2 separate regions of the Mus musculus genome follow, and region 2 is linked to region 1. A link is a contact called in public HiCAR-type data. All regions are on one chromosome and are shown on one strand. Each heading gives the region's core, a stretch centred on a gene start, on an enhancer-like site or on the middle of the called end of the contact. The rest is flanking DNA. Distances are from core to core; before and after follow the strand shown. Region 1 has its middle 17 kb from the start of Pgrmc2. Region 2 holds the start of Platr4 (pluripotency associated transcript 4).

The links. HiCAR-type assays count read pairs that join an accessible place to other places.
Region 2: a contact with region 1 is called in a HiCAR-type map of embryonic stem cells, with 2.6 times the contacts expected there. The contact joins the promoter of Platr4 here to the enhancer-like site in region 1.

What each region holds. Positions count from the first base shown.
Region 1 is chr3:41,098,474-41,101,178 of GRCm38.p6, forward strand. No RefSeq gene overlaps it. Among named protein-coding and RNA genes, the nearest start is that of Pgrmc2, 17 kb to the left of the region's middle. Within about 2 kb of position 1,343, at least 9 of the 459 cell types and tissues checked have an H3K27ac peak or open chromatin away from gene starts, as enhancers often do. A contact at or near this core is called in embryonic stem cells, where this site is marked.
Region 2 is chr3:41,491,808-41,494,512 of GRCm38.p6, forward strand. It overlaps Platr4 (pluripotency associated transcript 4), which reads right to left and starts at 1,392. Exons shown (of 2, transcript NR_040385.1): 1 at 1,281-1,392.

The DNA.
Region 1 (2,705 bases), core at 93-2,592:
ATAGTAATACTAATTATATAAAAATGGTGGGATAAATAATATTAGCTTGGGCATGAGACTCATGAATGTTTTAATTCTGGCATCTTCCCTAGGCATCTTACTTCAACATCTTTTTAAAAATGTTTTATTTTAAATTATGTGTGTGTGTAGTTGTGACTATATGCATGTGTTTGCAGGGGTCCTCAGAAGCCAGAGGAGGGTGTTGGGTCCCCTGGAGCTGGAGTTACAGGTGGTTATGAACTGCCCAGCTTGGGTGCTAGGAAGTGAATTCAGGTCCTCTATAAAAGCAATTCATTCTCTTAGCCATTAGGTCATCAGCTCTCCAGCCCCCATTGTACTATATCTTCTTACTCCTAGCCAGTCACTCTTCCGGGCGTGGGGTTTTAAAGATAAATATTCTTTGGACCTTGTCTTCAAAAGATATCCAGTCCTTGTTGAGAGCTAGCTGGTAAAGAGCATTGAGCACTTGGCATGGAGACACACTACAGCACCTGGGAGACTCAAACCAGAGGATGAAGGGTTTGAAGCTAGCTTGGGCTACATAGTGAGTTCTAGATTAGCTTGTTCTACAGAGAAATAGAGATAGATAGATAAATAGACAGATAGACAGACAGACAGACAGAGACAGAGAGTTGAGGCTGAATGGAGATGCTGGCCACAGCATCCTGCAGATGATTTCAGACTGTATTTAGCAAGAAGTTTTGGTATCTGAAGACCATGCTATGGAATTGGGAGCAAAAACCCCAAAGTTGCCCTTTGGCCTTCATGTGAGCATGTATCTGCGCGCACACACACACACACACCACTAATAATGAATTAAAAAAACAGAATTCTGGATGAGGGTTTAGAGAACTCTGATTCAGATGGTAGATGGTAAATTTTAGAACTCAAACATTCATTTTTTTATTATTAGATGTAAAGGTTAAATCAGTAATTAACTTCAATATAAAGAATATTAAATCTCAGACCAAAATACACATGGGAATTCTGTTTTTAATTTGACCTCTTCCTTCCTTCAGTTTCTTCAGTGGCCGGCCTGGGCCTGGTACTCACGGCAATCCTCCTACCCTAGTCCCCTGAGTGCTCTGATTACAGATGTGCTCCACACCAGGCAAGTGACAATGTAAAACCTTTCAAATGGAAAGAAGTTTCATCTGCAAAGCTGTCAAGAGAGGGGTCCTGCCATCCTCTGGGAGTTCCTTGAAACATAAAATAGAAAGAAAATGAGGAAGGAAGAAAAGGGACGTCTCTGATTGTTGGCCCAGATTCCAGGCCTTCCACTCTTAAGCTTTTGGAGGAACAAACTGTTCAGCTTTTCCATCTTGCATTAGGCAGGGCACATGCCCTTCTTTTTCATGGAGATGTCTCCATTAGAAAGGGCCCAATAGAGGCCAGGTGTGTGTCTCAGTAGGGTGCTCACCTCCTGTGCAGGAGACCTTGGTTCAAACAGCAACATTGCTTAAAACAGGTGTGTACTGCAAGGTACCTGTAATTCTGACCCTTGGGTGGTGGACTGCTAACATCAGAAGTTCAAGGCCATTCTCTGCTACATAGTGAGTTTGAGAATGCTCTTGGGTACCTGAGACCCTTCATTGTTGTTTGTTTTAAGGCCCCGGAAGTAGGTATCCTTTAGTGAGCTGTGTCACACAGGAAAATGTAGCATAAGATAGCATGAGCTCAGCCTCCATGGCTGTTGGAGGATCTGCAGGCAACAGCATCTGTCTGTCCAGTACAGGACTACAGAGCAGTGAGGCTCTGTCATTATGTCTTTAGGGGATCTCTGTCTCTACTTTTCTCTGCCATTTCTGTTGCTTAATCCTGACTGTCCTCACAGTCACGGGGCTGGAGTCCAGCCCTCTGATATCATATCCACTCTCTTAACAAGAGCCTCATGACCTCTTGGTGATAAGTCCCCTAAGCCAGCAGTCAGGCATTTATGATTCTCACTTATCAAAAAATGTAAAAGATCCATAAGGTCGTTCCAACTGTGCATTTCTGTCCAAGTGCCCTGCTATCTTGGGGAGAAGGGGCCAATTTCCAGAAGCCCTGGCTTCAGTCCAGGTGTAAACAAAATGGCAGAGCCTGAAGCCACCCCTAGGATGTGCCCAGGGAGCTGGCCTCACCTGTCCATCTTGGTTTTTAAGACCCTCAACTGCAACCTTCCTCTCCCTTTATTTCAGAGACTTATATGGCATATTTTACATTTTCCAAAATTCCTGCTGCTACTTTAATAGTCATTTATTTTTTTATATGCCATAAAGTATTTTTCCATGCTGGGAATACATCAACATTTTCATAGTTTGAAATTGTCTCAAAATAAGAGCTTTTAAAAGAATAAAGATCCTAAAGTTTTATTGAGGCATGAGTGTTAATTTACATAAATGTAAATTATTACTTATGTAGTTCTTGAAATGCTTAGGTCTCCCCCACCCCGACTTAGTATTTTTAGTTAAGTATTTCCATGTGCTGTGTTAGCTTTCTGTTACTGTAAGAAAATCCTCAGGGGTAAAGTTTACATAAAAAGAAGGACAGCTTGGGTTGGGGATGTGATTGCGTTGGTTGAGTGCTTGCCTAGAACATACAAGGTGCTGGATTCAGTCTTCAAGTACCTTATAAATGAGGGGTGGTAATACACATTGGAATCTTACCCAAAACTTGGAAGACAGATGCAGGACTCTCAGAAACTCAAGGTTATCCATGGATAC
Region 2 (2,705 bases), core at 142-2,641, 390 kb after region 1:
TATTTAGGGGTCTGGGGAGATGGCTCAGTGATTAAGTGTACTGGCTGTTCTTCCATAGGGCCCAAGTTCAATTCCAAGCACCCACATGGTGGCTCATAACCATCTGTAACTCCAGATCCCGAGGATCTGATGAACTCTTCTGGCCTTCTGGGGCACCAAGCAAGAATGTGACAAATAGACGTACATACAAAATATTCATATGCATAAGATGTATGAATTAATTTTTATAAGAAACTTAGTTATTTCTCTGAAATATTTTATTTTTTGATATTTCTCTTTTGTTTATTTTGAGACAGGGTCAGGGTCTCTTAAAGCCCAGAGTAGCCTCAAACTCTCCACGAAGTCTGCGAATGACCTTGAACTTCTGATCCTCCCACACCCATGGCTGCTGGCTAGAGCTCTTTCACCATGCCTGGTTTTGGCAACCAAAAGATTAGCTGAATCCAGGACATTCTGGCTGCTGGCCAGCACTGTACCAACCAAACTACACCCCCAGCCTTTGTTTACTTTTTTTCCCCTAATCTTCTTTAAGAGGGTTTTCAAACTGACCTCAAATTTTTCTTTTCTTTTTTCTTTTTTCCTTAGGATTTCTCCCCCCCCCTTTTTTTATATATAGTCAACTTTTTAAACAATTTATTTATTTATGTATTTGTATGCATGTGAGTACACAGTTGCCGTCTTCAGACACCCCAGAAGAGGGCACTGGATCCCATTACAGTAAGCCACCATGTGGTTGGTGGGAATTGAACTCAGGACCCCTGGAAGAGCAGTCAGTGCTCCCAACCACTAAGCCATCTCACCAGACCTCTTTAGGGTTTTCAAGATGATTTTTGTAGCTCTGGCTGACCTGGAATATATTGTGTAAACCAGGCTGGCCTCAAATTCAGAGACCACCTCCCTCTGCTTCTGCCTCTTGAGTGCTGGGATTAAAAACGGGTTCTATACACACACACACACACACACACACACAGAGAGAGAGAGAGAGAGAGAGAGAGAGAGAGAGAGAGAGCATTGATATCTAACTTTTCAAGCTCCCTCCCCCTTTCCAAATTCTAGGACCACAAACAGGCATGTGTAGCGGTACTTTGGCTAACCACGTTGCTCCCGGATGGTCACATGTGCTCGCTTCACCCCACCCTCCCCACACACACCAGTTACTTTTAATACACCTTTACTAGCCCAAAGGCTGGGCAGTTCTAATCCTTCCCGCAGCTAGCAAACAATCCCCTCTGTTACTCCCGAGTAAACATCTTTTAAAATCTCTATTTTATCTCTGCTACCTCAAACACAGCTGTGGAAGTGGCCCGTGTGGCCACTTTCCCTGATTCTCACATGTCAGCTGGCCTTTAGGTCTCCTCTTCCTTCTTCCCCATCATGGCGATCTCTTTCTCCTCCCTCTCTCCCGGCTTGCCTCCAAGTCCCGCCTCAGTCTACCTGCCCAGCCATTGGCTATTGGTTCTATATTGATCGACCAAAAGCCAATTGAGAACAAGGACCTTCAGGGTTTGGCCCTGCAGATTCCCGATTTAGGGGACTGAATTAATTCAAAGCATTAGAACCAATTCCCAACAGGCATGTGTCAAGCTATGCACACAATTTTAACATAACAACTCCAAAACTAAAATTACGGTTGGTAGTATGAAAGTGAATATATAATGAGCAATGAGAAAATTAATTATCTATGGATTATCATGTAATTTCTGAAATATTTATATCAATGCTTACCTGTAAAATATGATGTAGGGTTATCTTTATTGAGGTGGGGAACTTGCCCATTGCAGTGGCACTAGTCCTTGGGAAGGGGATTCTGGGTAGTGTAAGAGTGGAGAACGCAATCTGACCTCAATCATGTGAGCAAGCCTTCGGTGCAGTCCGCTCTTGACTGCAGATACAATGTTATCGCAAACTCCCGCCTCTGTGGCTTCTCCACACAGTTCCACACCAGAGCTGTGTGCTAGAACAAACCCTGTCTCCTCCATGTTGCTTCCGTCCGAGCATTTTATCACTGCAAGACTTAAGAAGCCATCAACTTAAAGAAAATCAAATTCTGCTTTTGTTCACAGCCCTGTGCCTCTGTGGTGCATTTTCACCATTGTTTGGTGAAATTTTTCCCTTTAAAAATAAAACCTTGCTAGACGGTGGTGGCGCACCCCTTTAATCCCAGCACTTGGGAGGCAGAGGCAGGCGGATTTCCGGGACTACACAGAGAAACTCTGTCTCGAAAAAAACATTAGATAGATAGATAGATAGATAGATAGATAGATAGATAGATAGATAGATAGATAGATAGATAGATAGATAGATTAAAAAAAAACCTTATGTGACATCAATGAGAGGAGAGGTCCTTGGTCCTGTGAAGGCTCCATGTCCCAGTGTAGGGGAATGCCAGGACAAGGAAGCTGGAGTAGGTGGGTTGGTGAGCAGTGAGGGGGGATAGAATAGGGGGTTTTCAGAGGGGAAATGAGGAAAGGGAATAACATTTTAAATGTAAATAAAGAAAATATATAATAATAAAATAAATGAAAAATAAAATAAAATAAATAAAACGTTATAAATAAATCCATTCAATCTCAGTCACCTTCTTTGAGCCCATGAAAATACACATTCAGGTCCTGTCTTACACTTCTCTTTCTTCTTGTGGAACAATTGGCCATTTCAATTTAGGAAAAAAATCATTCTCTTGCCTCTTTAACAGAAATAAATCC